Regions from separate parts of the Mus musculus genome. Here region 2 is linked to region 1. The links are chromatin contacts, called in public Hi-C maps. All regions are on one chromosome and are shown on one strand. Each heading gives the region's core, a stretch centred on a gene start, on an enhancer-like site or on the middle of the called end of the contact. The rest is flanking DNA. Distances are from core to core; before and after follow the strand shown. Region 1 overlaps Chchd6 (coiled-coil-helix-coiled-coil-helix domain containing 6). Region 2 holds the start of Txnrd3 (thioredoxin reductase 3).

Region 1 (5,525 bases), core at 671-3,170:
CTTGTTGGTTCATATGCATAAAGTGAGCGTTGTTTGTTAAGTTCTTAAAACATTTATTGAGTGTCCAGTGTGTGCCAGGCATTGTGTAATTCTATAATGCATTGCCCTGCCCCCACTCCCATCCAGCCTGTGCTGACTACTCCATCATCTTACTGTACAGAGGAGAGGACATGGCAATGCAAGTCTTGCCCAGGACACACACTAGGAGGAGAGGTCCTGACCTGAACACCAGAAGCCCACTCTGTTCCTACATGGCCCTGCATGGTTTCTCCATAGTGATATCAGCTGAGTTCTCTCTAATGCTATGACCCTTCTCAAGCTGGGTCTCCATGACACCCAGCCCTGTTTTCTTTTTCCTTAGTAGATCATTCCTGAATGCTTTTGGCCTAGGTATCTGTATTGAGGGCTCTGGCCCAGGAGCAGCTCTTTTCCAGGCATATAGGGTAAGCTCTTGTTTCCATATCCATTGTCATATACATGGACACATGGGCCTCACCCTGACCTGCACTTGGGAGACTTGCTGCCAACCTCTGTGCCCCTACATCTTTCCATTCTGCTGCTTCTCCTAGCTCTGCCTGGGGATAGCAGGTCGATCTCTCCTGCCCACGACATGTTTTGATGCTATCCTCCCCTTCCCGCCTTCCCACCTTGCTTCTCTCACCCTCACACTCTCTTTTGATCTTGCAAATCCAGGCCCTTGGAGAAATCAGACAGTATGAAATATGAAAACTGCTTGGGAAGTAATTGAAGAAACACTGCGACTTTTGAAACCCACAGAGATAATGCTCACACCTTCTTACTCACATTATTTAATTTTTAATGGCAAATTTAATTAATGGAGATCAGGTCTTCTGCCTTCAGATGTGCTCAAGAAGCAGCTGCAGGCAGCGGAGGAGGGGCAGCTGTCTAGAGCAGAGGAAAAGGCATTCCAGAAGTGGGAACCTGAGGACTCTATGGGAAGAAAAGTCTCCAAAACTATCAGTTCATGATGGTGGGCACAGATGACGTGCGGACAGTGCAGGCCCATCAGAGAGCTGTCAGAAAGCCTGTGAGCTTCTGTGGTAACTGTAGCTCCCAGGTCCTGGGCAGTCCAGGACCCTCCAGTGCTGATGACCCCTCCAGAAAGATGGGACTCCATTGTCCACAGCTGCCACAGTCTTTTAAAAACAGTACTGCTTTGCTATTCCCTCACTTAAACAGACAGGCATAGTAGCTGAGGACTGTAATTTCAGCACTCAGGAGGCTGAGATAGGAAGAGCACTGTGACTCTTAGTCCAGTATTATCTACATAATGAGTTCCAGTTTAGCCTGGGCTATAAAACAAACCCTTGTTTCAAAAAACACAAAACAAACAAAGCCAGGGTTTTATTCACCCCTCATTGGAACTCAGGCTCTGAGCCTGAAGTTGAGTCAGCTGCACCCACTGAGTATCTTAGCCCTCCCTGCCCTTGATCCCACTGTTTGACAGTCTCTGCTCCCCTCATGTACCTGCACTGCCCTTTGGACACCCATGTTCTCTCTCTTCATGGGTCCTCCTCCTTGTTTGGCTCATATCTTCTTATCCTTTACAGTTCATTAGAAATAAATGCAGTCTTTGTCTCAAGACCCTGACTTCTAGAGTATTCTCTGTAGATAGGCTCATTCACACACAGAGCTGCAGGTAGGCACTTGTTCTCCTCAGCACTGTTTACAACGGTAGGAGAATTTGTTGGCCTAGAGGACATGGTAGGAGCTGTTTGACTTGAGGTGCAGAGGGCTTACTCACAGAGCCCTCCCCCCACTGTGCTCCCTCACAAGGTGCTCCTTCACAGGGTGTGCTTTCAGTGTGGTCCTTCAGAGTGCCCACTCACAGCGTGCCTCACAGAATGCTCTCTAATTAAAGTACTTGCCCACAAGGTGCTCACAAGTGTACCATGACCTCACCCAGAAGTAGGAAGGAGATGGGTGGGGCCAGGATACAAGCCCCAGCATGCTTGCCACTCACTATAACCCCTGGCCTGCTTTCACTTTTGAAAATATTGATGTGACAAAAATTGTGCTGTAAAGTTGAGTGCTAGTCTGCCATGAACTAGACCGTGGACTCCATTGTTGGAACCACCAGAGGCAGAGAGGGGGAGCGAGAGAAATACTTTGGTTGGGTTCAGTTCAGGTATCAGTTCCCAAGAAGACTGTCTGATCAAGTTTACAGGCTGCTCTGGTAGGTATTCTGACAGCTCAAAATACTGGCCTCATGCCCATTTGTAATTGTGACATTGTGGTGTCTGAGCATCCATATGGCCAGAGCACAGGCTCCAGTTGACTTGGATCCCACCCCCATTCCTAGTGTTCTCAGGATGAACAAATTGACCAGTCCTTAAGAAGCCCACAATTATGACAAGTTGTAGTCTACAGGATCCTTGTCCTTAATGAGGAAGGCTGGAGAACCAGGGGCTCATGGACAAATGAACCTCTGTTGTGGCTTGGAGACCTTTCCTGTGCTTCTGGGCCAGTGGTTGTTACACAGCCCACTGCCATGGGTCTGCACGGCAGTCAGGATGGGACCAATGGGGGATTTTCACTGAGTCATCATGAGGAAAATAGAGGAAGCTACGGGGGGGGGGGGTGGCAGTAACCACTTCTTGGCCTGTGGACACTTCCTATGACAAATCCTACTGACCACATGATTGGCTCTATGTCCCCTGGGACAGATGCATGCTGCCTACCATACAGAGCAATGGCTCTAGGCCTCTTCTGCTTGCCCACAGTACATGGGCCCCATCTCAGCCTTTGAGTCCTCTCTTTGAGAGGGACTCAGCAAGTGACTGGGCCTGGAAGCCTGTGATCTGACCCGTGAACACATATAGAAGAAAAGAAACTCAAAAGAGTTGGGTGGGTTTTTTATGAGGAAGAAAGACCCACGTCTGTGGAAAGAACACGAGGTTCTTTGTGGCTTCAGAAGCTCTACGGTGTATGTGGGTTGGGGAGATCTGGGTGCTTTTCTCTCACTCTGCAGTTAAGAAATCAAAGCTTAGAGGAAGTAAGTGGTTTACCACAGACTGCGGCCAGTACACACCAAAGTGCTGTCATACTGTGAGCCCATGAGCCAGGCCACATCCTCAGGAGGCTCCACCAGAAGCCCAGTGGTCACAAAGGAACATGTGCTAGAGGAATTGGGAGAGACTGATCAGGTTGCCTCTGCCTTTATCCTCAGCCACGACAGCCATATCAGGGAATGTCACACCATTTGAAGCAGGGATGTGAGCGCAAGGACTCAGAGGAGAAGCAGAAAGCTTCCCGAGTGTGCCATTAATATAGATCTTCTACTGCCAGGCTGTGAGGAAGACTTGTGTTTATTTCATGCCTGTTGTGTACTGAAGTTGTTGGCATGCCTTAGAGAAGGCTCCCTGGTGTGGAGAGAGGAAACTAGAAGGGATAAGCTAGATGACCTGCTCCACCTTCTAGTTCCTGGGCCTCCCCGCCAGGGACTCTGTGTTCCTAAGCTCTCCTGCAAGAGTCTCCTTTTCATGATGACCTCCCACCAATCCTGCCTGAGACTGTAGACAGTGGAAATCTCAGAGAGCGGATAAAGGTGGAGCCTGATTCCAGCCCAGACCTGTGTTCACCTAGTCTCCTAGAGGAAGTTCTCTGCCTTAGTTCCCTTCCCTATAGACCTAATCGGGTTCCACACCACATAATGTGCTCTCCTGGCAACCTGTATTCAGACTTCTCTTTTCCTGTCCATCCAGGGACTGGCTTGTTGCTTTTCTTCAGCAGGTAGGTAGAGCCAGGTGGAGCCTGACAAATGTGCAAGGAGGTCCAGCCCTAAGAGTCCAGAGTCCTTTCACTGTCATGTCAGTTTATTGCAAGGACTGATGAGCCTGAAGCTGTTTGCTCATCTCAAACGCCAAGAGTCCCTTATCAGGAGTGAATACATTGCTGTGCAAAGGACCTGACCTTGGCATCCACAAAGGGCCACACAAAGGCATCTGTTACTGGCTTCATACCCCACTCAAGACATCTGACCACTTACCCTACACCTCTGTACAGGGCCCACTTAACCCACCCTGTCTCAGCCTCCAGATGTGGCCTTCCCCTGCAGTCTATTTGTCTGACCAACTGCATGGATCTGAATACTCCCACCTGGAGTGCAAAGGCCTGAGGCTGAAAGGATGTCAGTATCAGTCTTCTCTGGGAGCAAACGAAGATGTCAGAGCTTTAGAGAAAAAGGAAAGTGTTAGGCTAGGCCTGTGTGACCAGAAGTGACTAACAAGTTAAGCAACTTACTGAAAATCACATTGTAACACCAGGATCAAACACAGCTGGCATGTTCTTGCTCCTAGGTTTGTCCTGCCATCCTGAGTCTGTAGGTATATGTGTAATGGATAACTTCAGAGAAGATAGGTCCATGCCTTAAGACCCTCCCACAGTGCATCATGGGAAGCAACAGAGCATGCCTCAGTCTAGGAGTCAAGACACTGGATAGCCCTGACACTGCTGCTCACTGTATGACTTTGGCTTGTCACTTGACCTCTTTAGGCAGCATGGCCCATTTGTCCAGTAGGGATGGGAATAAATCAATGTCAGCACATTCTTCTTTACAAGTAATAGATGTTTCAGGCTTTGCAGACCATGCAGGCTCCACCACAGCCATTCCACTGATCCTGCAGCATACAAGCTGGGTGTGTGTAGCCAGGAAACTTTATTTATAAGCAAGGTAGCCAGCAGATTTGGCCTGTGACCTGCAGCTTGCCACTCCCTGAACTAAAAGTTATCATGGTTTGCAGTCACTTTTCTGGGATTCCATCAAGTGATCAGCATGCCATGGGAGCTAGGACCTAGGCTAAGCTGACACCAATTAAGATATTAGCATCTGTCCAGTTCTATTGTGATTGTGTCCCACAAGCTTCTAGAAGAAGATGGTAACCTTTGGTAACTAATTTTGTGTTTTCTCTTTGTAGAATGCTGAGCTGTATAAACTGTCTTCCCAACAATTCCATGAGGCGGCTTCAAAAGCAGAGAGCACAATAAAGTAAGAATCTGCTTATTGTTCTTTGTAAACTTGCCTGCATTTGTAGAAATCCCCATGTGTGGCTTGAAACCTGCTGCCACCTGCCTGATGGCAAATATCTCTAATAACAAGACAGCCATCTGTTCATCAGCCCCCTCAGTTGGGCTGAAGGTAGCCATTGGCCATCAGTAATTACCCAGATTAGCACACAGCTCTTCTCAGCTCTTCAGTGTGTTACAGTGGGCTGCATCCACTGCCATTTTCTGGGGCAGCAGCTGCTTTGTTATCTAGCTAGGTGAGAGGCAGTGAACAGGCTCCATGGGATCTGGGGGTCAGCCCTGGCCCACTACTTTATGAAGAGTGGGGGATGGGGATGAGAGTGTCAGCATTTCCCCTGTGGGAGCCTCCTGTTCCTGCTGAACACACAGTGCTCCTCATGCTCAGGACACTCATGCTGTGCTCCCAAATGAAAAAGGCTCAGAGAGGTCAAAGACGCATGTGCCAGTACTTAGCCCCATCTGCCATGTTCCTGTGCTGC
Region 2 (4,833 bases), core at 1,495-3,994, 220 kb before region 1:
ACTTGAGACCCACACACTGTGAAAGGAAAGTGGAGCGGGACACTCACAAGCCTCAGTTACCACAAGACCCAGTCACGAGACTCTGCGAGATTTCCCAACATGTAACCAAAGGATTAGTATTTATAATAAGTAAAGAAAACCTACAAATCAGCACAACAAAAGAAAAACAAGAAGAAAGTGGTCTTAATGGTTCACAAAAGAAAACTCCTCAAGGCAGTCATAACACGTAGGCTTCATTAGGGAGATGAAAATTTCAACGGAAGAGCATTACCTAGCAGAACTGAAAAAGTGGAACACAGCAGCTGTCAGCAAGGCTGGAAAGCAAGAACAGGGACACACTCACCACCAGAGGCCAAATCAGTATACTTGAAAACGCCCTGCCGCTGGGATGACTCCATGAATCAATGAAAGACGCCCATCGCTTCTGGGCTTTTGGCAAAGATCACATATGGCTCAAAAGCAATTAGGTAAGTTGGCCAGGGTGTGCTCCCAGATGTGTCCAAAGAAAGGTATCTACCCATATTGCTTTTAAGATCAAAATATTAAGCCAGTTGTAGTGGCTCATGCTATAATCCCCACACTTGGGAGACCGAGGCAGGAGGATTACCCCAAGTTCATTGTTAGCCTAGGGAACATCACAGCAGTGAGAGGTAATGAGACAGAGCCACAGGTCCTAACATGCACGAGTCCCCAAGCCAAACTGCAGAGGAAACAGCTGTAAAACATGTGAGTCGACTCACATAAGGCCCATGCAGGCCAAAAGAACAGAGCTCTGTTAGTGAAGAGCAGCATCAGGTACCTCTCCCAGGTGAATAAGGAATGTGGCTAACCCTGGGGGGAGGGAGGAAGCAGCCTGTAGTCTCCACGCTGCCATCCACATTTTATTAGTTTTTAAAATGAATGCATATTTTTAATGTATGTGTGACTGTGTCTGTGTGTATCTTTGCATGCAGGTGCACTTGCAGCTACAGAGGCCAGAGGTCAACCTCAGCTATCATTCTCGAAAGATTTGTCTGTCTACCTTCTTTCCAGTAACTCCTCTTACTGGCCTGACGCTTACAGGCTGTGTAGCCTGGACTTACACTGTCTTACACTGAGGTAAAGTGCACTCCACTATGCCATCTGTTTTAATACGAGTTCTGGGGATGGAACGTTGGTCCTGGAGCTGGCACCATTTCATCCCGTTTCTTGTGGTAGCACTCTTAATAGGAGCCCAGGCTGGCCTTGAATACATGATCCTTCTGCCCAAGCATCTATTTTTTTTTTCATTTAAATTGTGCTAGAAATGGAAGCCAGGGCCTTGCTCCCACTAAGTTACACACCTGGCCTTTATTGTTTCAACTTTCTCATAATGTTAAGTAAACATCAAGATATTGAACAGCCCCATCTTGCATCTTCCTTCCAAAGATTTCAATAAGAATATTTTTATCTCATAATATGAAAACAATGTCGAATGCCCACCCAGCCCCAAATTACAGAGTGTGCAACAGAGCTTAAACTAGCCACGACTTCCATGGTTCTTAAAACCTCCTCTACCTTCATCTTACAAGCTCCCTGCTAGTTCTGAAACCTGGTCAAGGAGCCAAACATGCTAGTTAACAAATGGGATCTAGATCCAGCTTCAGCTAGCCACGCAATCCTATTTTAATAAGACAACAATTTTAAATATTTTTTGGTTGTTCTTTTTTTTTTTTTTTTAACTAAAGCCCATTATCAGGCTGGAAAGCAAATGTTTCCCTAGATGGCAACCTCCCGGGACCCCGTAGTGAGTCAGAGAAGGTAGGCAATGAAACCTGGGAAAGTGCTACAAAAGCCCTACTCCGTCCACCTTCAGGCCCCGCCCACCTCCCATATGTCAGCGCAGGACCGCCCGCCCACTAAGTTCCACCCAAACCCTCCCTTACCCCCCACCCCCCATACACTAGGTCCCACCCACAGAGTTCCACTCAGACCCTCCCTATTAGCCCCTCCCACCAGGACCCCCTTCCACGGTTCCAATCCGCCCAATGAGCCCCGCCCAGACCCTATTCCGGTTACGCCCATCAAGCACCCTCCACAGACCTCCGCTTCGCCCCACCCACCAACCTTGCTCAGACCCCGCCCACCAGGCGCTAACTACTGAGCCCGGGGTTCGCCCGGCTCACTGCTCAGACCTCTGATCAGTCCCCAGATCCGGCTCACAAACTTACCCAGCCTCTTTATCGACGCTCCTCCCCGCCCGGCCCACCCTGTCCTGGCTTCACCTTCACTTCCCTCCTCCCACCGGGATTGCTTAGACCCTGCCCATCAGGCCACGCCCCAGAGCTCTGCTACGGCCGGCCCCGCCTACCCGCGTGCTGTGTGGACAGTAACTCTTGCTGAAGATCATCACCCTGTTGCCCTCGATGAGGTCCCGCAGGCGGCGCCGCAGCTCCTCGCGGGCCTCAGAAGACGGGCGGCTGGTCCCAGGGGAGGCCAGGCGGGCGCGGCGGCCGGGTGGCGACGACATGAGGCCGCCACGGACAGCACCCAGGCGGCGGTTGGGGAGGACTCCAACCTTCCCCAGCCCGGGCGAGGTCTGCGCCCGAGGAGGCGGCGGCGGGGACGGTGGCTTCTCCAGGGCTTTGTTGTCGCTCCGGGCCGAGCCGGGCCTGCTGAGGAACCGGGACGCGGGCGGCCGCCTAGGGGACGACGCCGGCAAAGCCGCTGAGAACTTGAGAACGCTACGCACTGGCCGCGGGCGCACCGGACAGCTACGGGGCCACGCCCCCGACCGCGCGACCCACGGAGAGGGCCCGCCTACCGACCGGCCACGCCCCCGGGAAAACTTTGCCCCACCTCCAGGCCTCCACAGGGCTAAGCTACGCCCCCTTAGCTCAGCCTGGTGAGCCTGCAAACTACTCTGTCTACCACCCAGTGGCACAGTGGCAGTCACTTGCCATTTTCAAAGGTGCGGAATCAAGCTTGTATGCTCTGCTCTTCTTGTAATTACTGTTTTCATTATCGTTTTACCACAGTTTTTGACACCCAGAGGCCTCTCTACAGTTCCTTCCGCTCCTGATTCTCCACCAATCTCAAAATAGGTGCTTTTCAGGAAGGGTAGATGTCTCCACTTTATTTCAGAAAATGTGACAAAAACCTTGTCTAGGAAATACTGATTCTTTTTTAATTTGCACTACTGAAGCTGAATAAAAATTACTATTGCAATTCAGTTTCAATATGAGGTTCCTAGGTTACTACCTCCCCAACCCCTCAACCCACACACACCCTCAGCAATTCACTGTGACAGTGTACTGCTTAGTTTTTGTCAACTTGGAGCATACTAGAGTCACCTGGAAAGAGACTCAACTGAGGAAATGCTTCCTTCAGATTGGCCTGTAGGCAAGCCTGTGGAATATTTTCTGATTAATGATAAATGTGGTGGCATCAGGCCCACTGGGGAGGGGGTGCCACCCTTGGGCAGGTGGTCCTAGGTGGTAAGAGAGCATGCTGAGTGAGCTATCGAGAGCAAGCCCACGAGCAGCAGTCAGCTTCTGCTCCTTCTTGGGTTTTCTGACTTCCCCCAATAATGGAGTGTGACTTGGGACTTTTCCCAAATAAACCCTTTCTTCCTCTAAGTTGTTTTTGGTTAGTGTTGTTATCACAGCAACAGGAAATAACTAGGGCACAATGGATTCTCAAGCCATCCCCAACACAGGAACCATTTGGAAAGAAGGTCAAATAAGAACAGGCGGTATGCAAACATTTTATCAACTGAGCCCTCTCCCTGGGCTCACGTTTTAAAGTTATTGCTGTAAGCAGCCCTTCTGAAGTTCAGCTTCCTGTAAATGAGCAGAGGCACGGACTCTAATTAGTGGCCACTGTTAGTCAGTTAGCTGGACTATCCTTAGCACCTGTGGTCTGGAACGCCCACTCCACAGAGGCCTTGAGGAAAACTGCATGGCCAGTGTATCTGGTGCCTGTCTGAAGGGCAGGCTCAACCAGGGCTGCTTCAAACATTTGAGCCAGACTTGTTATCACCAACCCTTGAACCCTAGAAGACCCTACTAAAACTCAAATCTTTTTCACTTGCAACCCTTTTTAACCTGAATGATTTCACATGATCTCAAAAGTACATTCAACAGATTCACAAACATTTACTGGTAATAAATCATAATGAATTTAATTTTTAGGAAAATCTTAGGTACCTTTATAATTTCACCCTTTATTAAAGATGAGAGCAAATTTACATTCTAATGAGATGGATGGATAGGGTTGTTTGTTTTTACATAAAACAAATCTTGGCTGAAAATTCAATACCATAGAAGGTAGAACATTGTCACTGTTTTTCATAATTGATCAATATTTTAATTTTATAATTGTCAATACCGAGAGTGTTGCTTTGCATAAATACAAAGAGTGTTTAGAGCTATCTTAGAAATGGTTGGAAGTTCTGCTCTAATCCCAAGCCAACACTCATTTAACATTTTTTTTTTATGAAACTTAAGTATGCAGCTCAAATAGCAATTTTTGAAATCAAACATTCTAACACAATACAAATCTAAATATATACTAATTTGTTCCTTACATGCTGAGGAACGCTGGGAGGAAAATATTAAAATTCTTTGTTTTCTGTAATTAAATCATTCGTTTTTATAGCAACAGAAAAATCTGCTGTAGACTTAAGAACACTGCCTTGCACAGTATTGCCGTCTTCCATTCTAAGGCATGGTGTTTCAGGCAGTGTTTGTGGGCTGTGTGCAGGTTTGATGGCATGCACAGGGCAACAGGCGCGCATGCATTGTGTTTGAAACCGAGGCTGTCTCACTGAAGTCAGGTAACAACACTGGCAAGGCCTAACTGGCAGAATCACCT

The links. Hi-C and Micro-C count contacts between places; a contact is called where the count stands out from the background.
Region 2: a contact with region 1 is called in a Hi-C map of the MNK3 cell line, with 3 times the contacts expected there. The contact joins the promoter of Txnrd3 here to the enhancer-like site in region 1. A contact is called at or near these places in 2 of 39 promoter capture datasets (3T3-L1-derived adipocytes and hippocampal neurons), 1 of 15 datasets of contacts at CTCF or cohesin (large pre-B cells), 2 of 484 Hi-C or Micro-C datasets (B cells and the MNK3 cell line), 3 of 115 datasets of contacts at active chromatin or transcription factors (extraembryonic endoderm stem cells, pancreatic cancer cells and trophoblast stem cells) and 1 of 9 other capture datasets (adipose tissue).

Annotation. Positions count from the first base shown.
Region 1 is chr6:89,419,231-89,424,755 of GRCm38.p6, reverse strand. It overlaps Chchd6 (coiled-coil-helix-coiled-coil-helix domain containing 6), which reads left to right. Exons shown (of 8, transcript NM_025351.3): 6 at 4,938-5,008. Among named protein-coding and RNA genes, the nearest start is that of Gm52910, 10 kb to the right of the region's middle. Within about 2 kb of position 1,920, at least 134 of the 459 cell types and tissues checked have an H3K27ac peak or open chromatin away from gene starts, as enhancers often do. A contact at or near this core is called in B cells, the MNK3 cell line, adipose tissue and 1 more, where this site is marked.
Region 2 is chr6:89,641,899-89,646,731 of GRCm38.p6, reverse strand. It overlaps Txnrd3 (thioredoxin reductase 3), which reads right to left and starts at 2,744. Exons shown (of 16, transcript NM_001178058.1): 1 at 2,330-2,744. The coding sequence starts at 2,599.